Linked DNA regions of Mus musculus: all the other regions are linked to region 1. A link is a contact called in public promoter capture Hi-C data. All regions are on one chromosome and are shown on one strand. The core of a region is the stretch at or near the end of the contact, and the rest is flanking DNA. Distances in the headings are between cores, read along the strand shown.

Evidence for each region. Promoter capture Hi-C pulls out the DNA fragments that hold promoters and counts their contacts.
Region 2: a contact with region 1 is called in a promoter capture Hi-C map of pre-B cells, with 3 times the contacts expected there. The contact joins the promoter of Alms1 here to the promoter of Mob1a in region 1. A contact is called at or near these places in 1 of 39 promoter capture datasets (pre-B cells) and 1 of 9 other capture datasets (adipose tissue).
Region 3: a contact with region 1 is called in a promoter capture Hi-C map of pre-B cells, with 2.8 times the contacts expected there. The contact joins the promoter of Sfxn5 here to the promoter of Mob1a in region 1. A contact is called at or near these places in 2 of 39 promoter capture datasets (liver and pre-B cells).

The regions. Positions count from the first base shown.
Region 1 is chr6:83,323,930-83,328,893 of GRCm38.p6, reverse strand. Mob1a (MOB kinase activator 1A) reads right to left here and starts at 2,855. Exons shown (of 6, transcript NM_145571.2): 1 at 2,627-2,855. The coding sequence starts at 2,640. It also overlaps a transcript of Mthfd2 not described here.
Region 2 is chr6:85,584,985-85,589,948 of GRCm38.p6, reverse strand. It overlaps Alms1 (ALMS1, centrosome and basal body associated), which reads right to left and starts at 2,418. Exons shown (of 23, transcript NM_145223.2): 1 at 1,923-2,418. The coding sequence starts at 2,303.
Region 3 is chr6:85,330,558-85,335,521 of GRCm38.p6, reverse strand. Sfxn5 (sideroflexin 5) reads left to right here and starts at 2,100. Exons shown (of 14, transcript NM_178639.4): 1 at 2,100-2,214. The coding sequence starts at 2,107. Rab11fip5 (RAB11 family interacting protein 5 (class I)) reads left to right here. Exons shown (of 6, transcript NM_001003955.2): 6 at 1-560.

The DNA.
Region 1 (4,964 bases), core at 1,606-4,105:
CCTTGCCTTAAAGAAGAGGCAAAAAGTGATAGGAGGCCCCCAATGCCCTCTTCTATGATGCTCTGTGTATCAGGACACAGCATCACACAGTGTGTGCCTACTCCACACTCACAGATCTACATATATGAAACAAACAAGTAAAAATTTAAAAGTGTTAGTGCAGGAGCAACACACAAGTTGTTGCATAGGACAATCTATTATCCCCATCTACCAGAGCATTTAACCAAGCAGTTCGTGTGGGGGAGGACACACTGTAGATTCTAGTGCTTGTTATAGCAACATCTTAACAATGCAAATCTACTCCTTCCATGCACTCGTAGATATGGAGTGTATATCCACATCATGGGATGCTGTGCAGTAAAAATAGGTAATGTGGTATATATAGTCAAAGCATAGCTGAACACATTACAGAACCAAATTAGAGCAAAGTCTATTTTGGTAACCCATAGAAAGCACAAACAACAACAAAACAGAAAAAGCATTAAAATAAGACATATCAGAATTGTGACAACATCTAAAAGGGGAAGGGAACAGACTCGTGGACTTACACCTTACCTGTGAAAGTAAATTTTAAATAGTGTAAAAAGTAAAAAATTATGAAAGTACTAGACTAAATATCATACTTTATAAAGAACTATATACATTAGAAGGATCACCCCAGGAACACATGGAGACAGGAAACTGAATAACAGGAAACTGAATATGGAAAATTAACATTAAATGATTTCTTAAGATTCAATAAGATCTTCATATGATAAATTGAGGTTTGTGCTTCAAGGGCTGAAGAGATGGCTCAGTAGTTAAGAACACTTGCTGTTCTTGCAGAGGACTGGGGTATACAGCTCCCAGCACCCACATGGTGGCTCACAACCATCCACAACTCCAGTCCCATGGGATTTGATGCCCTCTTCTGGCATCCGTGGGTACTGGATGTACATGGTATACATACATACATACATACATACAAGCAAAACACTCATACTCATAAAATGAAAGTAAATCCTAAACTGGGTATACTGGTATACATCTTTAATCCCAGCACTCTGGAGGGAGAGCGAGGCAGATCTCTGGGAGGTCAGCCTGGTTTACATAGTTAGCTCCAGGACAGCCAGAGCTACATTGTGAAACCCTATCTCAAAAAAAAAAAAAAACCAAACAAGCAAAAAAAAAAAAAAAAAAAAAAAAAAAAAACTAAATAACTAAATAAATCTTTGAAAAATACACTTACATTCTTCTAATGATGCCATCAAAACAGTTAAAATAACGCTGAGGATGGAAGAAGTCACAGATGTAATGAGACACTCATATCCAAAATACATAAAGAATTCTTACAACTGAAACCAAAAAGTCAGACGGACACAACCACTGCACCATATACACACGTGGAAATGTCACAGTGAAACCCATTAATTTGTACAATTAACAGATGCTAACAAAATAAAGAACAATCTGATTTTAAAATAGGAAAAGGATCTCAATAAACTCTATCCACAAATAGTCTGAAAACACAAAATACAGACACAGACACACACACACACACACACACACACACACAAACGATGCTTAACATTGCTGGTCATTGGGAGAATGTAAATCAATAAATTCCACTTCACCCTCAGATCTATCAGTGGTAATTACCAGGCAGGTGTGAACTGAAGAATTCTGAAAACTCAATACAATGAGAATGGGATGTTAAATGCAGTGCAGGCTTTAGAAGGCTTGGCAGTGCCTCAAAGGCTAACATGCAAAAACCTCACTAAGACCCAGGAGATACCATCACACACACATACCCAAAAACCTATAACCAGCTGCTCACAGCAGCGTTATTCAGAATAGCCAAAGAGTGGGAAAAACTGTCCATCGGTTTAAGTTATAAATAAAAACTTCCATTTACCTCACCTGGCTGAAGAGCTATGGACAGTCCACAAGAAGAGTCAGGTTTTTCAGGGACAAGCTCAAATAGACTCATAATGAAATAGTCAGCTCTACACCCAAGTACATACAGACGACACTAACTGGATCCATTACGTATGTATGTTGTATAGACGTAATATAGAATATAGATAAGAGAACATGAATTTGAATGGGAGATGAGAGGGCACTGGAGGAGTTAGAAATGAAAATACGCATCTATTAAGTTCTCAAAAAAAATAAAAACCTTAAAAAAAATTCACATGTGGGCCGAGATGAAAGCACCCACCTTTAATCCCAACATCTAAGAGGGCTCGAGGCCAGCCTGGGCTACATAGCAAGACCATTTCTCAAAACAAAACCCCCACATTTAAAGGAGGCCTGTCCTAGTGGCCGAGGCTGTATCCTGGCTCCTTGGGAAAGCAGAGGCAGGAGGAGTCCAGGTTCAAGCCCCGCCTGGGCTAAGAGAAAAGTCACATTGGAAGGAGCAATGCCCTCTTCCCAAATGCAAACCTGTGGGAAGCCACTGAGAACCTGCGCCTTTCTTTCTCAGCCTGGTCTGGTCACCGAGGCACTGCACATTTTCCTGCGCTAGCCGATCCCGGGGCGGCAGGCCCGGAGCAGCCCTAGGTCGGGCTCCGCCCTCCGCTTGGCCCCTCGGCCCGGCCCTGCCGACCGACACCCGCCCCGCCCCGGCCCGGCCCGGCCCACTCACAAGAGGAAGCTCATCCTCGCTAGCCCGAGGGGCCGTGGCCCCCGCCCCGTCAGACTCGGCGCCGCCGCGGGCACCGGGAGGCAGAGGACGGTCCGCGGCTCTACAGGGCTGCCGAAGCTTCACGGCCCGGGTTTGGTACCGAGTTCCAGCCGCCGCGACCAAGCACCGACCGCGGGCTCCTCCGCGCTGCCTCCCACAGCTCCGCGAGCCAAAATGCGGAACCAAGAGGATCTCGCGAGACCGGGCTTCTTCCCGTCCCGCTGAGCTTCACCCTGCCCCTTCCTGAGCTCAGCCAATCAGTATTCTGTGGGCACGGGAGGGAAATGGGGCCAACTAGGCGCCGCTGTCAACTGTTCCGTGGCCGAGGGACGTCTGCCAGCGCTACTTGGTGACTGTTTCGCTATTTAGAAAAACTTGATGTCTTCTCCTAAAGGAATGCTATTCTGGCCACCTCGCCTGTTGATGGACACCTGGGAGGTTTCTACACACACACTGTAACGCTGCTATGAATGTCCATGTGCATGTTCCGTGTGGGAGGATATGTTGACACCAGGTGACACTATGGTAGAATGAAGAAAAGAGGGGGGAGAAAAAAAACCTGTGGAAATAAATGAAACTGCAGATGCGCAGTGGCAAAGATCCAGTATTTTGCCGGTGGTTTAAAACCATTTGAATGCCACCTGTCACATTAATGTCATCAATTTTATTTTATCAACTTTTGGGTTCCTGTTTGTTTGCGTGTTGTTCCTTGGTTGAGACAGGATCTCAGGTGTTCCAGGCTGCCCAGGCTGGTTTAAAGTTTACTATGTCGCCAAGGATGACCCTGACCTCCTGACCGTCCTGCGTCTGCTTCCCAGGTGCGGGAATTACAGGCTTGAGCTACCACCTGCCTCCTTCTATTAACTTTTTAAACCACCTTTTATACATTTGTATTTATTAGTGTGGTATGTAGTAGTAGCTGGTTCTCCTTTTCTACCTTGATGGGGGGGGGGGCAGCCTAGGTTATCAGGATTATTCAGTAAGCTTTTTCTTTTCTTTCTTTCCTTTTTTTCACTAACTTCTGTAAATTTGTATGTGATTTAGAGTATGTGCCTTGATATATTTTTTGAATCTTTTGTTTGTTTGTTTTTGGTTTTGTTTTTTGTTGGTTTTTTTTGTTTGTTTGTTTTCCTGGTTTTTTGAGACAGGGTCTCTATGTAGTCCTGCTGTCCTGGAACTTGTTTTGTAGATCAGGCTGGCCTCGAACTAACAGATATCTTCCTGCCTCTGCCTCTTGTCCTTTTATTTGTTTATTTTTTTCATAAGTATATTTTTAAATAACATATTATTAAGGTTTGAGTCTGTGTCCTTATGTTTATATCAAGTCAGGACAAGCATGATGATACACAGCTTCTTTAATCCCAGCACTGGGAGGTAGAGGCAGATGGGTCTTTGTGAGTTCATGGCCAGCTTGGTCTGCATAGCATGTTCTAGGACAGCCATGACTACATAGAAAGACTCTCAAAAATTATATGTGTGTGTGTATGTATGTGTGTGTATGTATATATATATATATATGTATATGTGTGTATACATATATGACATTATATGTATACACACACATATATATATATATGTATATAACTATAAAAATATGATGTGAGAGGCTTGATTAAGAGCACTTAATACCTGTATAGTATAGTACCTGAGTTCAGGGTCCAGCATGCACACTGTCTGTAACTATCTGTAACTTCATTTCCAGAGCATCTAACACTCTCTTCTGACCTCCACGGGCATCAGGCATACATGCATGTCACATGCATGTAAGCTGGCAAAACACTTATAAAATAAAAAAAAATCTTCTTTTAAAAAGGAAAAAAATGCTGGGTGTGGTGGTGCACGCCTTTAATCCCAGCACTCGGGAGGCAGAGACAGGCAGATTTCTGAGTTCGAGGCCAGCCTGGTCTACAAAGTGAGTTCCAGGACAGCCAGGGCTACACAGAGAAACCCTGTTTCAGAAAAAAAAAAAAAAAAAAAAAAAAAAAGCAGACTAAATGAACTCCAGGTTTGTTGTTTGTTTGGGGCTTTTTTCCATCTTTTAATGAAATGATTCTTAAAATTGTAGAATTATTAAATCTATGAGGAAAAAACTTATTAAAGACACTTCTCCATATGTCCAGCTTTAGGGAGAGAAAGCCTTAGGGATTAAGGTGTAAATCTTTGGTCAATATTTAAAGAGGATATCAATACAATCCTCTAAGGAGTCAAAGATAAGGTTTCCCAGTGAGTAAGGGGCAGGGCAATTTGGTCTCCACCAGAACAGACAGCAGCCAAACACACACTGGGGTGCTTTGCTCAC
Region 2 (4,964 bases), core at 1,169-3,668, 2.3 Mb before region 1:
CATTTACTTTAGGATTTATGACAGTAGCAAAATTACAGCTATGAAGTGATTTTATGGTTCAGGGTCACCACAACATGAGATAGAAAAGAGTCGCATTAGGAAGGTTGGGAACCATTGCTCTAAATGCTGGAATTAAAAAGTATACGACACCACACCCTGCTCACTTCCTTGTTCTAAAACCCTTTTTGCCTGACAGCATTGCCCGGGTCCTCTAATTACTGTCCTTCACTTAGTCAGGCTGCTCGAATCCCCCTTGCTAGCACAGCTAGCTACACTATTAATTTTCTTGCTGGAATACAAATCTGATCACAAACTTCTTTATTGACTTCCCAAAACTCCAGAGATAAAGCCTCAAAATGCCTGGCATAACACATAAAGCCTTATAGTCCAGACTCAACTCGATGGCCTTCTTTTTCTTGAAAATGTCATGCTTTAAATGATGTGGTCCAGCAGTAAGTACAATGTTTGCCTAGCTTGCTTAAAGGCCCGGGTTCAATCCTAACCCTATAAAATAAAAAATAAAAAACAAATGTAAAATGTGAAAAAGTCACACTCTTGCTAACCAACAGTGCCTTGTTTTATCTATGCTTTGTTTAACCCCTTGTTTACTAGCCTTGCAGTCTTCAAGGTAACTCCCCAACCTCACTGACAAGTCCAGGTTACCTATTTCATGCATTCATTTTTTTTATGCATGCATTTTTGTATATAGCAGTTTTACTTATGAGATCATGTGAATTTTATCTGCCTCCCTCTTTAGAATGGGAACACTAGGAAGGCAGCAGTTTAGTTCACCATGATTTCCTTAGTATCAAGTACAAGGTAAACACTTAAAGTATAAGCTGAATGAATTTAATACCACCTAGCAAGCAAACATCATGTATTGCTTTTTGACAATCACAGTCCATACTATCACTGTGATAATGAAATTGTTCTGCAATTGCTTTGTCCAACGTGACAGCCACTAAGCAGGTCTATTAAGCACTTGAGAAGTGTACAGGATCACTGAATTCCTAATTTTATTCATTCCCCTTCCCCAATACTAGGGCTTGAAAACTCAAGTCCTTGCACACACTAGGCAAGACCTCTCTACCACTTAAATACACCACCAGCCTTTCTAGTGTTACTTAAAACTAATTCGTATGTAAAGAACCACACGTGACCATACTGACCAACAACGCAGTTCCTGATAGTTAAAAAGCATTAATAGCACGGTTAGTTTCAAAATGATCTTGGTAGGACCTCTGTAAACTTGGCTCTTCCTCTATTTGGTCCTAACTTGGTGCTTTCTAATTTTCCAGACCAGAGCTGCCTCACAAGCTTTCTTTCATTCCAAGTTCCTGCCACTGGCTAGGAACCTATTAATTGCTACAAGTGCAAAGACACACAATGGGCGGGAAGACACACAAAAGCTCACGCAGAATACTTAACCAACAATAATTCCTAGTGGGGGGGGGGGGGTGAGGGGGGGATGTTTCTTGCACTTCAATAAAACTAAGGTGTTAAATGCTAAACGTCTCTCCACCAGTTAGCTATTCCCTAGACTCCCTCCCCAGCTCCCACCTCCTGCCAAAGAAGCCTTTCTAACTGCTCGCTCTGGGAGTACCGGCTCCCAGCGCCATCTGTCTTATCTGCCCTACTTTAAAAACAAAAACAAACAAACAAAACAAAACGAAAAAAAAAAAAAAACGGATCCACTGAGAGGCGCAGGAAACACGGAGCTGTCAATGTCAGGAAGAACCTAAGACTACAAAGAACCTGCCAGCCCCACAAGCAAGGTGTACAGTCCATAAGCAAGGCGACCCGCAGCGCGTAGGTCCCGATATCCTGGACCCAGTTCAGTAGCTCAAGCATCTCTACAGTCGCTTGGCCTCAGCCCCGCTCCTCCCCACAGCCCAGCTCCGGGCTACAGAGCCGCTTCTCACCTCAGTCTTGCCCAGATGCTCCACTGGGGTGTACCGGAGCCGCGGGGACAGAGGCGGAGGCGGAGGCGGAGGCGTGGGAGGGGGCAGAGAGAAAGCACTGCCAGGACGGTCGGGGTGAGCCTGCAGCCAGGCTTTAGCCAGCTCGTCCTCCTCTTCGTCCGAGCTCTCCTGCCGCTGGGACTCGTAGTTAAAATCCAAGTCGGGCCCCGCCTCTTCGAACTCTTCCAGTCTCCCACTCTCCTCAGAGGTCAGGGCCTCCTCGGTCGCCGCCGCCGAGGCGTTCTCCACCTCTTTCTTCCCCTCCTCTTCCTCGCCCTCCTCCTCCTCTTCTTCCTCCTCCTCCTCCAGCTCGTCAGGCCACGGCAGGTCCTCAGGCTCCATGTTGGCCTCGCGCTCCAGGCGCCTTTGGAAGAGGAGGAGAGGGGGAGGGGCGAGGAAGGGAGGGGAAGCGAGTTGACTGGCGGTTGCGGCTGCGCGCAGGCGCACCTGCCCTCACTGCCTCACGCGGGGCGGAGCTGAGAACCAGCCCGCGCGTTGCTAGGGACGCCCCGCGGGGAGCGCGGGAAAGCCGCAGAAGAGCGTCACTAGACCTCGCTCACAGTACCGTATGCTCACAATAAACCTAGTCCGGGCTTTGGGGACGCTAGGGGTCCTGCACAAAGTCACCCATGATTTTTTATCTCTTGCCCTAGAATAAACCAATAATAGTCACGTTCGCAAGTTACAAATTTTAAGGTTAGTGCCAGTCTACCTAGCAGTAGTGAATCTAATGGGATGAGTGAATAGTTAAGAGAGAGAGGGAGAGAGAGAGAGAGAGAGAGAGAGAGAGAGAGAGAGAGAGAGAGGGAAGAGAGGAGAGATAGTTGGGATCTGACTAAACCACAAGCAACTGTGTGAGAAGCGCCTATAAAACGAGGTTAAGAAACCAACCCCGGCCTGGAGAGATGGCTCACGGATTCAATTCCTGAGTTCAATTCCCAGCAACCACATGGTGGCTCACAACCATCTGTAATGGAGTCTGGTGCCCTCTTCTGGTGTCTCTGAAGAGAGCAATGGGAGTGTACTCATGCATAAAATAAAAGAAGGTGGTGGCGCACGCCTTTAATCCCAGCACTTGGGAGGCAGAGGCAGGCGAATTTCTGAGTTCTAAGACAGCCAGAGCTACACAAAGAAACCCTGTCTTGAAAAAAAACCCAGAAATATTAATAAATAAATAAATAATAAAATAAATAAATCTTTTTTTTAAAAAACGAAAAGAAAGAAACCACACACACACACCCTCAGGGCTGAAGAGATGGCTCCACCAGTAAGGCATCTACACCACAAACTGGAGTTTGATTCCCAGAACTCACATAAAAGTGGAAGGCAAGAACTAACTCCCCTAAATTGTCTTTACTGAGTGCACACACAATAGTATAAAGGTAGCTGGATCAGGTAGTACACGCCTTTATTCTCAGCACTTGAGACGAAAAGGCAGGTAGATCTCTGAGTTCAAAGCCAGCCTGGCCTACATAGGGAGTTTCAAGACACCCAGGGTGACATAGACAGACTGCCACAAAAAAAAAAAAAAAAAAAAAGTCTTTAAAAGAGGGCAGGCAGCATGGCTTAGCAGGTAAAAGCACATGACCCTCCATCCTGCCCAACAGGCTTCCAGTAGCAACGCTGTACCTCTTAAACCAACTGTGAAACGAATCATTTCTAATTCAAACCATCACAGAGAGACATTTGTCCATGTCTCCCCAGAAGAAGCCACAACACTGTGCCTAGTGTCTGGAACAGCCTCTGGCATTTAAGGAGCTGCTCAGCGAACACTGTCAAGAGAGAGCAACAGAGTACAGATTGAACTGACAGGCCAGGAGATAACAAATAGAATACTGGAGTCCTGGCTTCCCCTGGGATTCCTAGAGCTGTCTGCCTACTGGAGAACTCTTGACTTCCTCTCCCAGCTAGCAACTAGGGGTCCTCAGACAAGCAAAGAGTGAAGGGCACCTCCAGGTGTTTGTGTGGGAGGAGAGAGGCTCACTGTAACTTTCAGTTGACACCAGGTGGCAAACCCTCATGTAGGATGAATCATTGCCACCAATGGCTAAAGAAATCCATTAACAGCTTCAAAAAATGATTATACGTAGCATATATAGAAAAATGTATATGTATATAAGTGTGTGTATATCTGTGTGATTGGGGAAATAGATGGGCAGATAAATACATACAAAAAATATGATAAAGGACCAGAAAATTTAGGAAAACATAAAAGAAATATATAATAAACCAGTGAAGGGAAAATTAAGTATTCATTAAATTTCCATTTGCTCTCATTTCTGTCACTGTGATTAAATACCTAACAAAAAGGGTTTATTTTAGCTCACAGTCACGCGCTATTTGCAGTCCATCACAACTGGAAAACCGAGACAGCAGGTCACACCACATCCACAGCCAAGAATAGAGGAATTAACACATGTGTGCCTGCTTGCTTGTGAGAGACTGATTGTCTTAAACTGACTTGTGTTGGAAGGTCCCGCTCACTGTCTGTGCCTTTACTCCTTAGGCAGAGGGTCCAGAACTAGAAAAAGGAGAAAAACTGAACTGAGAACAATCAAGAAACATGCGTATATTCCTTTCTCTCTGCGCATGGCTGTGGGTGTGATGTGACTCACTGTGTTAAACACCAGAACTTTCCCACCCTGCTGGTCTGTGCCCTCAGACTGTGAGCCACAATAAGCCGTTCCTCCTTTAAGTTGCTCTTTGTCAGGATGTTTCATCCCAGCAACAGAAAAGTAACTGAGGCCAAGTCTCACTGAGCATGATGATCAATTCCAGATAGCCCACATTTTCAAGACCTTTTGTTTGGAACCCACTCTCAGGTATCCATATCTATTCCAGCAGGTTTGGGGTTTTTTTTGTTGTTGTTGTTTGTTTGTTTGTTTTGTTTTTGTTTTTGTTTTTTCCAGTTATAAGTACTAGAAGTGACTAATCTGGTCAGCTTGCTTGCTTGCTTGCTTGCTTGCCGTAGGATCTCACTCTGTTGCCCAGGTTGTCTTGGAA
Region 3 (4,964 bases), core at 851-3,350, 2.0 Mb before region 1:
AGCAGTAACGTCTTTCCAGCTGTCTCTTAAAGACAGGGTCATGGGTTCACTCAGAACACCTCAGGAGAATATTCTCTGTGGATGACGTCAGTCTTCTGCCAGCATAGAGCAGATGAACCACAATGGGGTCCACCACTGTGCAGTTACCAACTATAGGTCAACTCAGAGATGAGAAAATAGCCACCAGTTCCCAGAGTTTGGGGGTAGGGTCAGTCCTTGGGTGTTGGAGGTGTCTTTTGAGGAACTGAGTCCCTCTTCTAGGTCTTCCTCTGGGCTTTAATTAGTCCCAGCCCTTCTCTCATCTTTCATCCATCCTTGCTGTTTGGCTTCTCTACATGGCCAGGGCAGGGGTGTCCTGCAGAGAGGTCCTGAACTGAGGCCAGGGTTTTGTTCATTGTCTGATCCTTACCACATACTGCAGAGTGCAGCCAGACAGGCAGCAAGCAGGCACAGCTCTGCTCTGCCCTTTGTCCTCCTAGTTGAAACTCCTGTCTATAAAGAGCTTGTTCTTCATGTTTTGAGCACTTTATGAAGAATAAAAAGATCACGTACCGCAGCCAGCTTGTGTGTTTGTTTTGAAATGAGCGGACAAAGGAGACCGCCTGTGGGAGAGGGCAGTGTGGTTCTCAGGTGACAGAGCTACCGCTCTGAAATCACAGGCAACACTGCCTCATGGCCCGTGTGCCTAGGATGCCTGTGCTCACGGGCACTGATCACAGGCATATTTACTGAGTGTTGGGCCTGGCGGGGTGGGGGGAGTGGATAAAGAGGGCAAGTTTTGTGATTTCTGTCCTGAAGCCACTGAGTTCAGTAAGGAAAGGTAGGATACAAACCAAAAATAAGAACTGTTCTTTGGGTCATTTGTGAGTTCTATTCCATGTGGGTCAGCTATCAGTGAGTGAATGAGCCCTTGGGCCACCAATGGCTCATGCTGTGTCCAGAAGGACAAGAGGGCAACCCCAAGTTAGCTCTGAATCCCACCATGAGACAGAGGCTCCCCTAGAGTCAAGGAGTTATGTCCTGGGTGAAACCATCAACTCCCCATTCTCCATGCCCAGTGTGGCTTATAACCACACCACTTAGCTGGGGCTGCAGTTGCCATTTGGTGCCATTCTGCAGGGGGTGGGGGTGAGGTGTTTATTACCTTGGTATTCTCTACAGCTCCTGGTGCACCCCTGTTGCTGGTCCTCAGTAATTAGGCTTGGACCAAACCTCCTTAGATCAAAAGAAGTAGGGTCTCAGGATGCTTAAGCTCTGGATATTTAAGTCACCCAAAGCATTTGAGTACCTAGTGTCAACCTTCCTATATCTGCACTGAAGATTTATCCATCCCCCTCCCCCACCATACAGTAGGAAAGATATTTAAGCTCATGGTTTGTCTGCTGGCTGGCACCTGTAATCCTGGGACTTGGGAGGCAGAGGAAGAAGGATCACAAGTTTGAGGCCAGCCTGTGCTACATAGTTCCAGGCTAGCCTGAGTTACATGCAAGGAGGCAAGAGAGTGCTGCGTGGTACAAAATCCGGAAGCGGATTTTTGTGGAAGTAGGCTGATGGAACGGATGAACGCGTATGCGGAACCTATAAAAAGAATCGCCTCAGGCCATGATAAAAATGAGCAGAATGTTAAAGGGTCACAGCAGCGTGAGCATGGCTTGTTTCAGAGAGTGGCAGAATGGCTGGAGCCAGGATTTTGATAGAAGAAACGGTAGGAAAATCCCGCAGTGCGACTCCTTGCTGAAGGCCATCCGAATTAACCCCACTCTGCCTGGAGTCCTTGCTTGTCTGATCCCGGGTCGTGTCCGCGTTTGTAGGGGTTCCTTGTCCTAAGACTCAGGCCTACACGTATATCCGCACATGCATTTGCATACATTCTCAGGACTGCAAACGCCTGCTGCTTTAGCGGTAGGAACTAAGACCAGGTCTGCGTGGGTGCAACTCTCTGCAGTCTGAGGTTGTCAGGCTCAGAGCAGGGGAAAACTACACTCCCCAGAAGCCCCTGCGCGCCCGGTTCGCTGCGGTTGCTCACGGCCAATCGGGAGAGGCAACTGTGGCGGGGGCCGAGGAGGGACATTTTAAAAGGGCTGGAGATTGCGGGCGTCAGTGGCCATGGCGGATACAGCAACCACAGCCTCAGCGGCGTCCGCGGCGGCCAGTGCCCCGAACGCCTCCACAGATGCGCCCCCTTTCCAGCTGGGCAAGCCCCGCTTCCAGCAGGTGAGGTTCGGGATGCGACGAGCGGGTGGAAGGGAGACACAGGGAAGGGCACGGAGCCAAATCTCTTGCAAAGTCACTTCAGCTCGAGGGTCTCCAACCCGCGGCCACCAGAGCCTACAGCTAGTGCGGGGACCTTGGCTGTAGCCGCTCCTTTCCTATTGGGCAACAGGATGGGCGAGGTCTCCCTCTCTGGTTTCCTATTGGCGGGTGGCACAGTCATTCCGCGGATGCCCGCGCCCTGGCACAGCCCCCGTCCTAGTCGCTCGATGATTGGCCACGCGGGTCGCGGTCCAGGGTCCGAGCGGCTCTGAAGGGGTCGCTCTGGCAAATGCGCCCTAGGCGCAAAGTTCCCGTCTTGTGATGCATGGGCCGGTGGTGTGGCCGGTATGCTCCTCAACTTCTCCCCGAGTGGGACTGACCTTTCTTGTGAGCTGCGGGACAGTCTCCGGGCAAAACTCCCTGGGCACGCCCCATGGTCATGCTCCGGTTCCTCAACCTCCAGCAAGGTGCTGCGTGTGCCCTAGGATGGGACCGCGTGCACCGGTACAGCGACCTGATCTCTGTCCGGGGGCCTGGGGCTTCAGTGATGAGACCAGCCGGACAGCTAGTGCGTTCTGCGGGGATGCGGCTGGGACAACGCGGAGAGAGCCCGGTGCGGGGAAACGCTGTGTCATTCTCCGAAGCTGAGCTCTCCTCCCAAGGGTCCCAAGTGCGCCCCAGTCCTACTTGCGCTGCTCCCGGCCGCTGCGCAGCGCTGGCCCCCATCCACACCCGCTTGGGCTCTTCAGGGTGCACCGTGACTATGATTAACCTTACTTGGGGACACGCCAACCCAAGAAACCCGGGTATCACTAACTCGGCCATGGAACCGGAGGTCCAGGTCTGTGAGCCAGGAGCATGGGAGCTTAGTTATTACGCCGCAGACCCTCAGACTGCTTCCAGAGCTGAAGTGACCCTGGGCTTGCCAGGAGTGGGGACAGCAGATGTGCTAGAGAAAACTTTGAAGGAAGAAAGAAAATGCTACAAAGGTGGGATGTGGCTGGGTTTAGAAGTGAGAATGGTTCCGAATTCAGCCCCCCCCCCAACTTCGTCGAACTAAGCTTTCTGAGAATACGTCCCTAGAGTTTTTTAAAATAGGACTTGTTTTCTTTCAAAAATAGACATGTCTCTGCATGGAGGAATCTGGAGAGACTTAATGTCCCAGCTAGTGTAAAATGCCACCAAATATTGAGACGCTGTCAGGGGTGTTTGTGCCTAACCTTGAGTGATCCTCCATTTGTCCCCACCCCCATTCTACGCATCCTTAAGTAAGCCTGCACTCCCGACTGGGAAACACTTGCTGTCTTTGGAACCCCCACCCCAGTTGTCCTATCAAGAACGCCAAACTCCGCTCTGAACCCCCCAGTGGGAGCCTCGCAGATGCAGATTACTCTTCCAAAGTATTCCCTAGGTCCTTTTCCGGATAAAAAGTGGTTGTTGATCTTACCCCAGGCAATTGGGTTTTTAATAACACGAACTGAGTAAGGGCTTTTCCCCCAATGTCTGGTGTCTGGTATCTGGAATCTGGATGGCTCATGGGTCATCCATCTACCCAACATTTACTGAGTACCTTGTATTGGCTTCCTGCCCTGGGCTCTTCACTCTTGTGGAGTGTGTTTGGGGAGGATTAGTTTCTGCAGCTGTTCACATCTGTGGAGTATGCAGTGGCCTCTGCAGAGGCCTCCAATGTTGGCATCCTAGTGGTCTGATAAGAAAGGGTGCTGAGCAGGTCTGAGTCACCGGTGCTGAGAACGTCTGTTTCTTCCACACCTGCTCCTCCCTCTGCAAACAGCTCAGCCTGCCACCCAAGAACTAGAGTCTTAAGCCTCCATTCATCTCTGCTACTCCCAGTCCTCCCCTTCTCCCCCACAGCTCTCCTAGCCTCCCTCTCCAAGGCTAACCCAGTCCACACGTTTATTTTTTTGGCCGACATGGGAACCTCCGACAGGTTCCTGGGTTTCCAGTCCTGCTCTGGCCGTCTCCCAGCTCCTCCTTTTCCTCTATGGCAGAGTCCCAACAGTGCAGGTCTGATCAGGTGATTCCCATCCATGCAGCAGTCTTTAACAGCCTGCACTGCTTTCCTCTATTTGTGAGATTTAGACCTCACATCTGAAGGGACCCAAAGTTTTTCAGGGCCCACTCCTTAACATTTGACTCCCCACTCACCCCCTTCTTTACACCATTCTAGCAGTTTTTAACCCTCGGGCTTATCCTGTTCTTTCCCATGCCTGGGCTACCCACTGGAACATGTCTTGTCTCTTGCTCTCAATTCTTTTTGAGCACCTCTTCATCCCTACGTTATCCACAAATCATCATTTCCTCGAAGGAGCCTCACACCCTTGGCTTATTTGTTACCATGTTTCTTCCATTCCATCATATGGGATCAGGGACTGTGCCTACCTTCTCTCGGTGTTGTTAGGTTAGGTTATCACATTAACAGATTGTCTGGATGGATGAGGTGTGTCTCAGAGCTTTGTGAATGAGTGGGGCTGGGGTCTCCTATGGGGTTTGTGAAATTGAATGAAATTGAGCTACAAGCCTTTGATTTCAGCAGTTGGCCAAATTGTATCTAAATTGTTCCTTAGGAATTTTGGAAGATGGCAACAAAATTGTTCTAGTCTTTAAGAAAAAATTCTAAAGTCAGTAGTTTGCCACATTCTTCTGAGTGGACAGGTTCCTTCCCCGGGCTGGTCTCAAAATTCTCCATGTAT